Linked DNA regions of Anser cygnoides: region 1 is linked to region 2. Evidence: chromatin contacts called from public Hi-C data. All regions are on one chromosome and are shown on one strand. Each heading gives the region's core, a stretch centred on a gene start, on an enhancer-like site or on the middle of the called end of the contact. The rest is flanking DNA. Distances are from core to core; before and after follow the strand shown.

Region 1 (6,193 bases), core at 2,558-5,057, 280 kb before region 2:
GGAGAAGTTTCCTCTTCTCCCTCTTATTTTGGGGTCTCCAAAGGCATGGCCTTCTGGCAGTGGTGGGGCAGGCGGCACGTGCACGGCGTGGTGGCAGCACGAGCCGAGGCTGGTGGAGGTGCTTGCGGGTGGCAGCAGCACTGGAAGTGGCCCGAACTTTCTGGAGGCTTTGGTGCTCCGAGTGAGCTTGGAAGTAATCTTATCTCTTTTGTTTTTGTGGTATCGCTGCTCCAGGAAGGGCCAGAGAGAGATTTAGAATTGCTCCAGATGAGGAAACATTAGAGCATCATCCAGGGCAGCACGTATTTTATTTCTGCCTATCTTAGTTATGCACTAAATCCATGGAAACTGGATGTATGGCAGGAGTGCTAGGACAACCTCACTCCTGTGCTGCTGCTGGCTGCTGCTGCAGTGCATTAGCAATGCATCTTTTCTTCCTTCCTTCCCCGCTTGTGCCTCTCTCAGCAGGAATGGGTGCTTCATGCGGCATCTCCCCTAAGGCGAGTGGCTGTTGTGCTAAAAACCCAGCAGCCCTGTGTTAAAGCACGCCCTGCCCTGGAATGCACCCCAGGCTCGCGGTCTCCCTGCCCGTGCCTCGAGGAATATCCGTAACGTCCACGCCGGGTCTGCTGAGGGGAATGAGGTGAAGCGCTGGGAAAAGCTCCTTTCAGCAGAGCTTTTGTGCCAGAAGCAAAGAAAAGCCCGGCAGAGCCGAGGCCCTTGCCCCTTGTCTCCACGCAGAGCACTTCTGCTGGCTCCGGCCTTCTTCCGCTCCAACTGACGGAGCGAGCGCGCCACGTTTTCCTTCCCAGCTTTGCAAAACGCTCGACTTCGGCTCAAAACTTTGGTCATCGATCTGAAAACCCTCCAAAATCCGTTTCCTGATAGGAACAAAACTTGGTGGTTTAGGCCTCAGGTGATGCGAAGCCTTCACCCAGGCAGAGCAGAGCAGTGCACGGGGACCCCGAGGCAGCCCGCGGCCCCACGCTGGCCCGGGCAGCCCCCCGAGGGGGAGCGCACACCAAAACACCTCGGTGGGGCTCGCAGTAAGCAGGTCGGCTTGTTCCTAGCCCCTGCTGCTGCAGGAGGCCGGGGGGGAGATGCGTTATCAGCTCCCTTCCAGCACCAGTTTGTTTTATGGTCGGTTGCACAAGCGGCTGCGACTGGAGCCATCGAGAGCCTCGCGGAGCCCTACCTAAGTAGCGCCAGGCATTAAAGAATAATGCTAATTTTTCTTAAGAGATGGCAGTGCTAATGGCTTTTTTGATTGCACTGTGTACTTCTGCTTGGCCAGCAAAGAGCAGGCAATTCCTAAGCGAGAAGGGGACATTTTGATGCTGGGGGGAAAGGGGGTAGGGACTCCTCGTGCCCCCACTAGGTGCCTGTTAATTGTTCCGTGCTGGGGGTGACATTTTCAGGTGGCAAGGACGGGCTGCCCACAGCCCAGCAGGGACACAAATCTCACTCGTGCCGGTCCCATTTTGTCCCTGGAGCCCCACAGAAGTGCCCCGGTGATTTGAGGGAGCAGGATGCGACCCACAGCAGGGCTGGAGGTGTGTGCATGGCACGGGTGGGCACAGCCGCGGGTGTGGAAACCCCCCCAAAACACGAGGGCTTGGCACACCGCCGTCCCCGCCTGCTCTTCACGGGTTTTGTGCGACTGCGAACGTGCGCTACTCGGGTTTAATAATTAATCGGGGCTTTATTTAAGTCCATCACTGCACTGCAGTAATGATTCATCAGATACCTTCTTATAATGTGTACAGTGTAATTTTTATTAGGAGGTACTTCTGAAGCGAAAGCTGGTTGTTACCTGGTTGTAGTCAAACACGTCATTAGTTACTAGGTATCGTGGGTCAACACACAGGCATAAAACAATCCCTTTTCTTCTCTTGCAATGATTAACCCACCTATCAACAGTGTCTGTTTAATATATATCACTATAAACAGTCATTATTTGCAAGAATAGCCAGATGGGCAGATAATTTAAAACATAACTCGGAATCTATTTTAGTTTTTAGAGGCCTAACTTAACAAAAAAAATCATAGAAATGCCCATGCAATCACACGCCCAATTTGTGTGCGTAATTACCTTGATTACATGTGTGCTTGTGGTAATTGTCACCGCAGATGGCATGGGGATGCATGAATGGTCACTTGTGCATGCAGAGCCGCTCCACATACCACACCAGGGTAATTGCAGATGCGAATTGAGTGCGCACCTCCTGCACCCACCCCCCCGCTGCAGAGCGCGGCACGGGGCGCTGCGTGGCCACCGCGCCCGGCTGCCCGCCCGTGGGTGCGTGGTGCAGGGACTAGGGTGCAAAAACGGGGAGGCGGGAGGAAGCTGTGGGTTCCTGCACAAGGCTGCGCTGCTCGGATGTGTGCCCTTGCTGCGAGGTGCCTCCTGCGTCTGGCAGCGAGCTGGCTGCTGGGGCTCGGTGGTGCTGGTGGGGTGCCACCACGTCGGCACTTTGCCTTGAGACAGGGCTGCCTCCGAACGCCTTTTGCAAGGCAGTTTCCTCTGCAGAGCGTGCAGGAGCCCCGCGAGAAGGCATGGCCTCATCCTGCCCCGAAGAGCACCGCCAAACTGGGCTTGTACCACCCCATTAGCACCCAAGCGCTGCCCTGCTGGCACACCCCAGTGCTCCCTGTTTGTACATCCCCGTGCTGGCACACCCCAGTGCTCCCCATTTGTGCACCCCCGTGCAGCTCCACCGGCGCGGCCACGTGCCGCCCCAGCAGCCTGGCCACCCGCCAGCAGCCCTCGAGGCCGCGGCTCCTGCTCGCCGCAAGCCCCTGTCCTCGGCTTAGAAGAATTAAAGATGCCTGATGCTGTGCTTATCAGGGGAGGAGAGAGAGACTTAGGAGGCAGTCTATCTAAAAGTTATTATTAATTTTTATTGCTGCATGGATTTAGAGATTTGGAAGAAGATAAATTCCAAACAGACATCCATTACCAAAGCGACAGTGTAGCTTAAAGATAACATTTACATTCTTACGGTGTTTATATATATCTGATCCCACTCAATCTGCTCCCTGTTCAAACTTTTTGCCACCTTCAGAAGGATCAATACCTACATCAAAGGTTATATGAAGGTGGCCAGATTCTTTTAAGCTGTTTGCATAGCCCTCAGTTTGCTGTGCTAACACAGGCTGGTACTTCTTCCAATAACTCTGTTTGCCTTGTATTAGGACTGTTTGCTGAAACACCTAGCAGAATCCAATAGAGGACAGACTTTCTAAACATTTGGTCACATCTGTCAATCAATAACACCAATCGGTTTCCTGATACAAACAGCAAACTCTGCCAAATCTAATATTTGCCCAAACTTTTACTGACTCTTGCTGGTTTAAAACAGTAAAAGGCAACTGAGCAGACATTAGTGCAGAAAGGTTCTCACTAATATTTAACTCTAGGCAAACAAAGAATAATTCCAGCAATGAAAGGAGCAAAAACAAACAGTGTAATTATTGTCCTCTTTTTATTTGAGATAATTTGCTTAAATGTACAGCTATTATCTGTTAATATGGTGAGGTATAATTAGAAGGGACAAAATACAGGTTTGGCTGACATAGGCACGCTCACACACAGGCACACAATGGTGCAGATTTCAACTCTTGAACCTTGCCCCTTGCGCTGAGATCATGTTTATGCAGGTGATCTTGGAACAAACACGGTGATGTTATCAGTGAATGGAAAACACCTGACTCGAAAACAAACAAAAAAAAAAAAAAAAGGAAAAAGTACTCAGAGGACTCCAGGCAAATCTGGATTCCAGATTAAAACAAAGAGGAACAATAGAGGCCAAATGTTTTTCTGGAGTGGCTGCCAGGCTGGGGTAGGCGGCTGGAAATTGGCTCAAGTCTCTTCCATAAAACCGGGACATGCTTTTAATCTGCATCTGAAAGAAAGCAGAGCAGGGCCAGAATCAGCACCCAAGAGGCGTGCTGGGACCGAGCGCCGGGTCCCATCCTGCAGGGGCACCCAGCACCCTCGGAGCGCCTCACTCCGGCCCCCAGGGGGGCACCGCGGCTCGGACCAGGGTGTCTGCCTGGGTGGTGGCTTGTGGCGGCGCAGATCATCTTTAATTCATCGTGTTGTGGAAGGAGGATAAGTGGGACAGATAATGATCTGCACAGTTTTCCTTTTTGGTAACCAAATATATCTTTGTGCTAAGTGACAATTATTCTAAAAGCTTCTTTTTTTTTGCAGCTAAGGTGCTCGGCTCCCGTGCCTCAAAGAGTCGTTTTCCCTCGGAAAGGAATCTAATTGGGCTCTGATCGAGAGCAGAAAATACCTAAAAGCTGCACAGAACAATATTTCACCCAGCTAACAGCCTTTTCATTTCGAATGCACAGCCTAACAATAAGTGCGACGTGTAGTCTCATCTCTAACACTTTGTTTATTACAGCGCGCTGCTAAATATTAGATAATGGTGGTTAGAGAACGCTTTCTGCAGGGGAAAACAAGTGAAGCAGAAAGCAGGCTCGCTGCCCGGCGTGCAAAGGAGATTACGCTGCAGATGCTGGGGACGATGCTGGGGGATGAGCAGTAAATGAGCACGAGCCGGCGCTGGCGGCCTCGGCTGGCCACTCGGGTTGAGCAGTGCTGCTCCTCTGCCCCAGTTTTGCTTGGTGGGCGGCTGTCAGCACTCGTGCCCGGCGTCCCGTGGCAGCTCAGCCCACGCAGTGCCCGCCAGCAGGGGTGAGAGGGTGCAGACGCCGCGTCCTGAGTCACCGCTCTTGCACCACCAGCCCTGGGCGCTGCGTTGGAATGGCCTCGGCGCATTCACGTGGCTGAGCCTGACCCTTCCTCGCCGGGAAAAATCGCCTAGGTTCAAGTTGGAGCTTCCTTGCCTTCAGAGCAGCCCTTCTGGTGGCATTTAGGGTGATGTCTGCTTGTCCTGATGGTAATTCGGGAGAGCTGCGGGTCACAGCAGCCTCTTCGCGCGGGCTTGCTAAGCAGGCGTAAGCGAAAGGGAAGTCTGCAGGTTATTCAGGGAGTAAAACCCCCGGCACAGAACCTTTCAGAGCACTGCAGACACGTGCGTGCGGCGTGCGTGGGCAAAGTGCACTGATAGGGACTCAAAGCCGCTGAGGTTTTTGGGGACCCCAAGGCCCGGAGCAGTGGCGGCTGCGAGCGCGGCGCGCGGCAGCAGATGGCAGTGGCAGCGTGCCGCCGCCCGCGCGGGCAGCCCTCGGTGCTGATTAACACGGCGAGCGCTCGGAGAGTGGCATGATTTGGGGCTGTGGGACCTGAAATGAACTCTCTCTTCCCTTGCCAAATGCCAGGTGGAAGTGTCTGCGTGGAACGGCACAGCCTGGGGCTCTGACATTCAGCCCGAGCGGAGAGGGTGAGAGGTGGGGATTGGTTTGACGGCGGCAGAGCCCACCCTGAGCTGGCGTGCGGATGCCATCGAGGGGGTTTGGCTCCATGGGGATACCTGGGCTGGCTCCAGCACTGCTGGTACTGCTGCTGTAGGGGCCTGGGGGCTGTTAGCACCTGGCTTCAGCCGCTTGGAAAGCCAAGCATAAGGGGTTTTGGGGTCCCAGGAGGAGCAGGAGGTCACACACAGCCACCGCTGTGCTGCTGGGGACATCTGGGAGGCCAAGGCAGAACCATCAGGATGAGATCTGACACCATGGCCTGCCTGGGAGCTCAGTGCAGAGGCTGCAGGGTGGCATCTCCTGCGACCCTGGGACCCCAAAAGTGGCACTGACAGCCCCGGCATGCCAGCACGGTGCCATCCAGCCGCTCCTGCGTGGGCACAGTGCCCTGGAGCGCAGCCCACAGGCTCCCGCAGGTGGGTCTGGAAGAATCACAGAAGCACAGAGCATCCCGAGCTGGAAGGGACCCACCAGGATCACCGAGTCCAACTCCTGGCTCCGCACAAGACCACCCAAAAATCAGACCGTGTGTCTGAGAGCATTGCCCAAAGGCTCCTTGAGCTCCAGCAGCTCAGTGCCGTGCCCACGTCCCTGGGGAGCCTGTCCCAGCGCCCGACCACCTCTGGGTGCAGAACCTTTCCCTGACACCAGCCTGACCCTCCCCTGTCCCAGCTCCAGGCCATTCCCTCGGGTCCTGGCGCTGTCACCTGCAGAGGAACGGGATGGGACGCCTGCCCTGAGGCACAGCAGTGGGAACTTTGTCATAATTCCTACCCAGACTGTTCTAATTACAGGTTGAAAA
Region 2 (6,152 bases), core at 836-3,335:
CCACATTCATGCCCATTAATACATCAAGCATCAGCCCACCTAATAATTAAAGCCCTGGGTCTTGCTGTCCAGCTCCAGACCCTCTGTGGTGTTCATTTCTCCCTCACCTATCCCCCTAGGGCACATTCCCAGGACTACGGGACAGCTATGAGAGTCACAAATATATTCTGTCCTGATGAGGCAAGCCAGCTGGCATAGAGCACACACCTTCTGTAGCCCAAGGAAAACCCATCTGCAGCATTTGTACCTCTCACAGGCATCTCTATTTCAACAGAAACACCAGAGCATCCCCAGACCAAGACAGGAATACACCTGATAACACTTACCCAGGAATGTGCTCCTGTATCAAGGTACAGTCAGAAACCTCTTGCCAACCTTCCCTCCCTGTGATGCTTGCTACAGTTTACGGCTTGCTGTGTTAGTGCAGAGTGTATGCTGTCAATTAGGAAGTCAGCTGGCACAAAAAAAACTCAGAGCCACAGGGCAGAACATCTCTGCCAGAGCCTACAGGCAGAAGCTCTGTAAGCACATTTCAATTAAATGCATTTGAAACTAACAGGGGAAGTACGCATCTTTCAGAGACAAATGCAGTAAGAACCTTGGCATGGCAGGCAAGATGCCTTACCTCTCCCACAGCAGCCCAGGGGTCACTGGCTGAAAGAGCAGAAGGTTTGCTAGCCAAGATCTAGAGCCCTTCCTGGTTCCTTGACTTGCCTAGAAAACCAGAGCCTTCTCCCTCGCTCCCCAGCCTCCTCCTGGCCCCAGGAAGAAGGCTGAGAGGCTAGGTTTTGTTACCATAAGAAAGGCTCATCTGAATAACCATGTGTCTAAGTAGGCTTTTGTCACATCCTCCAGAAAATACTCGACTCAGCAGCACTTTTTCCGTGAGCAGCATCGTGGAATAGCACAGCACACCAAATGCACGTAACGGGAAACATCACCTCCAAATCTCACTCAGCCTTGAGGGATGAGATCCTCTTCTTTCAAGAGAAGAGGAATAAAACCAGCTTGCAACAAAACAGACACTGATGGGGACCCTCACTGGAGACCCTCTTTTAACACTATTTAAGAGAAATAAATAGTTCAGTTGGAAGAGGCCTTCAACGATCATCTAGTCCAACTGCCTGACCACTTCGGGCTAACCACAGATCAGGTGTGTTACTGAGGGCCTAGTCCAAACGCCTCTTGAGCACTGGCAGGCACGGGGCATCAACCACCTCTCCAGGAAGCCTGTTCCAGTGTTTGACCACCCCCATGGTGAGGAGATTTTTTCCTGACATCCAGTCGGTGCAGCTCTGACATGGGTCACCAGGGAGCAGAGGCCGGCACCCCCTCTCCATTTCCCTCCTCGGGAGGCTGCAGAGAGCAGCGCGGCGCCTCTCGGCCTCCCCTTCTCCAGACGAGGCAGCAGGGCCGTCCTCCGCCTCTCCTCACAGGACGTGCCCTCCAGCCCTTTCAGCAGCTTTGTTGCCCTCCCCTGGAGGATCGCTTTTCAGGTCTGAGGTGTCTGACGCAGGATGAAAACACGCTGTAAGCGTGTAGCCCAGAAGTGCTGACCCAATATAAACTCCCTGAGCCAGTTCAAACACATTCCAGAGGTGCTGGCAGGCACGTCAACTTTGTCCTGACAGGCTCTGTGCCAGATCAGGCAACCTCTGTCCTCAGCCCAGCTTTATCAGATTGCAGAAAAGAGGTTACGGCAGAGCAGGTACCATCTGTTATCCACAGCTGGCACAAAAACCACAGAGCCAGCACGAGCTCAGGACTGCCAGTTCTAGCCAGTCTGACAAATACAATGACAGGATCATGCTCGAGGTAGACAAATTTGTACTGCCAGGTGATCTGATGGAACACAGACAGGTTGTTAATGATCACTAACCCAGCTGAAAGCGCTTGGAACGGGGCCCGCAGTGCAAAGCGATTGCTGTGAGCTCTGCCTAATCCCCAGAGAACATCAATAACGCTCGCCGAACAGAGGAGCTCGCCGCCCCACAGCACGGAGCCTGAGAGGATGGTTAGATTGATAAGGGGAAGGCAGAGCAGGAGACCAAGTCACCCTGAGCAGAACGACACTCGCAGGCTTCTCCTCCTGCCAGGCCAGCAAAGGGCTAACTGCCGAAAGGAGCAGTGAAGGGACAGCGCCGTGCTTGCTGCCGGCCAGGCACACGGCCACGAGCCCTGCGGACGGCGGCAGCGGTGCCGGCTGCTGCCAGAGCTCACAGTCCGGGGTACAACAGACAGCATTTTGCAGGAGAGCTACTTCTATGTCCTTACCCTTGTGGCTGTCTGAGCAGGCTGGCATAGATTAAGAACAGACATCTCCTAAAACGCCACCCACATCTTTTTTTTTTTTTTTTTTAAGGTCAACTCAATTAGAATGAATACAAATGCCCTTTAAAAAAAAACAGCAGCAGTGCCAGTGTTTTCAAAGGCACAAGTGCTTTAGAAGCAGATTGGTTTATTTGTTCCATGTAATTTACTTTAAAATGCGTCCCTGGATTCCCCATCAATTGCATCTGAGATACTGCAAAGGTGACCTGGGAAGTTTTTAAATCATACACTCTATAGGATGCCACAAGCAAATCAGCCGGAGTTTAGTGAACGGACTGGGGGCACGGGGGCTGTGCTGGCGGGTGTTTAGGGGGGTGGTGTTTAAATAACCTCACTTTGGCTGTCCAAGGTCACTTTTCTGGCAAGGACAACACCAAATGCCTGCACACAGCCTTGACTGAGCTTTAGAGGAAGCATCTATAAAGCAGAACAAGAAAGGCATGCAATCTGAGGCTGGTGATCTGTTGAAGCACCGATAATTTTAAAGCTGTAAATCACTCTTCCTTTATCACCAGCAGAGTTCTTTGCCCTAGAACAGCTCAAGAGAATAAGCAGATTAAACACTCATAACATTTGCTGAGAAATTAATATGCAGCTAAGTGCTCCCATGCAATGTCACATCTTTGTCCTCTCCCCTAGCTCTCCAGTCTGATGCACTGTGACATCCCCCGTGCAGGGGCTCGTGAGCAGCACACAGCTCCCCTCCATCAGGAGCAAGCCATGGCACGGAGCACCTCGCCTCCACGTCACTGGTGAGCCAACACAGCCTCTTCTTGGGATGGCACAGCTTCGATCAGCCATAGCTAAAGAACAGTCCTTTGCTACCAATGCCTCCCATAGCGTTTGGTTTTAGTTTTGCAAAGGAACAAGCACGTGAAAGCTCTTCTGCTGCAGACAGAAAGCTCTCAGCCCTTGAGGCATTTCTGAAGCTCCTGGGAAGGGCCGGCTCCTGCACTGCCTGCCAGGACCCTGCCTCTGGCTCCTGTGTCACCCACCTCTTGCCTCTTAGAGGCAGGCACTCCGGTCCTGCTGCAAGAAACCAGGAGAAACACAGGCAGGGAAGTCCAGTAGGTCCAAGCAACAAGTCTGCATCCACTCACCCAGGATAAATCTCTTAAAGACTCCAAGTGCAGCAAAGTATTCCTTGTCCCTCTCAGAGGGGTGAGCCTTTGTCCATCCTTCCTTCTGTCAGCAGCCCTCTCATCCTTTCCCCATACATACCCAGAGGAATGACCAGGGAAGTCTGAGAGCCCTCCCCAGTCTGCAGAGGAATTGTCCCCTCCTCCCCGCTCAGCTCATTTTACACCTTCATTAAGAACCCTCATTAAGGAAAGAGAAAAAATCTCCTGCCAGGATTCTTCACAGCTGCCCAGATTCATGCATTTTTGTACCTCCCTCGCTCTCCCCAAGCAAACCTGAAACCGTAAGAGGACTGTTACCCTTTTAGGGCCCTGCTCCTCCTGCACCCTAACCGCCTGCAGGGTTTTGCTTTTTACCAAAGAGCTCCCTTTATCGCAGTGAGCATTAGTTAAATGCCCCACTGGTTTTCTTTACATTTTAGCAACAGTAGGACATGCCAGACGCTTTAACTACCCAAGGCTGGAGGAAGCTGCTTGAAAAGGGTTGCCACATTTCTGCCTCAGATTTCTCGTACAAAAATATGCGCGAGTGCCAGAGGTCCCATATTTTCTGAGTGCATCACGCCCACTCCCTGTATGTGTAGATGGTAACACAGCACCTCCAGAGAAAGTCCAACAGCTTGAGAGTGTCAGACTTAAGAGCTGAGATATGTACACACACTTGTCATTTATTTTTTAATTTTTTTTTTTAAGAAACTTGACAACTCTGAGCTTCAGATCAGAGCAAGCCACTAACAGCCCAAGAAGCCTAAATGAAGACAAGGTCAGTTTTGTTTTTTTTTTTTCCTAGGCAGAAGACGACAAATACATCATCACTTGAAAATCCAGGCCCTACTGCAGCCACTGCTGGAACCCCTAGCTCCTGTGAGATCAGCATTTAAGAGCATCTATCAGCTGCACTTCAAGTCTGCACTTCCACAGCCAAATTCTTCCTGTCACAACCCACTGAAAAAGCTCCAAGTCTCCTGCTCATCCAGCAGCCACCAACTGCTGTTCTAGACACCTGGTCCCTCCAGGGGCATACAAGAGCAGAAAGCAACACTCTTCATGAGTGCACTTTCCCCCCAAGTCCCTTTCAAAGTGGGATGACCTCTTCAAACGTCTCTCATTAGAAGCTGAGACACTGCTGCGAGATGCTGCAGACTTGGCCAAAGTGCTCTGAGCTGCTGGCAGAGGGCAGCCCTGTGCTTACCCGGGCACCACAGCCAGTCACAAACACCTCCAAGCAACTCAGCTTGCCAGTTCGTGCCTCGATCAAGTGCCCGGTACTGTTCAGGCTTATTACTTCTGGAGCTGATTGCGATGTGTCAAATGGCAGCATTAGGAAGTACTCACGCATACACCATTTCAGCAGCCTCCTTGGAGCAGAAGCAGTAATCTGGAGTAATTTTCACTTCATATTTGAAATGTAGGAGGTACAAAGCAGAAGTACTACTTTTGCTGAAAGGGATGGAAGAGTTCAGCATTTCTTCATACGTTACGCTGTGAGACTTCGCTGACAATTTCCACGTTTTCCCAGCTTTACCACGCTAGAAGCAACGTTGCCTTTTCCCCATCAGGCAAGCCAGCACTGCGCCCTGCTCCAAGAGATGTAGGATGCCAACTCCTTAAACACTGCTTGACAGGTCTACTGATACCTCCCAACCCAAGCACTACCAACAGAAGTCTGCATCTTCACGGGTTCATCTCAGCTGAGACTGCATGGAAGCAGTCAGAGCAGGAAAGGCCTGCTGCCTTTTAATTCATGCTTGAGCTAAAATTAAAGCTTTTCAGAATGTGATATAAGTCGCAGGAGTCCACCCACAGTCAGCTGCCTTCTCGCTGTAGCTTTCAAGCCTAGAGAACAATGTTCTCGCTGCTTTTAGCCCATGAACTGGTCGCTTTAGTATCACACCTCGCCACCTATTCTGCCATTTCTTGTACATTCCTGTAACAGCTCCCCTGCTAGAACATTCTCCAGTTTCACAATTTTAAGTCAGGCCCATAGCACTTACTGGGTATTTCTCAACACATTTCTTTTAAAAACCTGTCTGTTGTTCCCACTTGTAGCACCTACCATACTTCTAATTCCTTGGCTTCCTATACAGGCACAGCAGCTTTTCCTGAAGCTCTAGCCATTTTCATATTTGAAAGGGTTTTCATTCTGCTATCCCACAACTGGCATATTTTTCTTAACTTTCCTCTTCCTACTTTTTTCCTAGGGAATTCCTTACCATTGACAAAAAAGATCTATTTTACTTCTCCCTTCTCTCAAAACAATCCTTTATCACTTCTTTCAGAGGAGCTTTCAAGCTGAAATATGTCTGCATGGTCAGAAGATCACCATTTTTCACCAGTGATTTTTAGACTTTTTTTTTTGAACTCAACAGCATAAGTATTCCTATCATCAAGTGCTAGAATTTCTTGAAAACTAAGAGTTTTGTGTCAAAGTCCCTCATGACCAGATCACATTATAGATTTACTTGATCTACACTAATTGTTTTTAAGTTGGTCCACTGGTAGTTAGGGCAATGCCTTCCAATTCCTAAACTGCAGCAAGTAGTACGGCAAGACAAGACACCAGCTGAAGTGTCCTTGCACCCCAAATAACTCTTATACCACACTTGACTCTCAACACGAGGAAACTTCAAGAGGTCCTCTCTTACTTTGGAATACTCCCACCAGATTACAAAACTCTGGCTT

What was found. A called contact is a pair of places that touch in the nucleus more often than the background predicts.
Region 1: a Hi-C map of liver shows a contact between it and region 2, with 7 times the contacts expected there. The contact joins two enhancer-like sites. A contact is called at or near these places in 2 of 7 Hi-C or Micro-C datasets (both in liver).

The regions. Positions count from the first base shown.
Region 1 is chr11:1,314,250-1,320,442 of Taihu_goose_T2T_genome, reverse strand. No RefSeq gene overlaps it. Among named protein-coding and RNA genes, the nearest start is that of KIF23, 53 kb to the left of the region's middle. Within about 2 kb of position 3,807, at least 2 of the 3 cell types and tissues checked have open chromatin away from gene starts, as enhancers often do. A contact at or near this core is called in liver, where this site is marked.
Region 2 is chr11:1,031,629-1,037,780 of Taihu_goose_T2T_genome, reverse strand. No RefSeq gene overlaps it. Among named protein-coding and RNA genes, the nearest start is that of UACA, 37 kb to the right of the region's middle. Within about 2 kb of position 2,085, at least 3 of the 3 cell types and tissues checked have open chromatin away from gene starts, as enhancers often do. A contact at or near this core is called in liver, where this site is marked.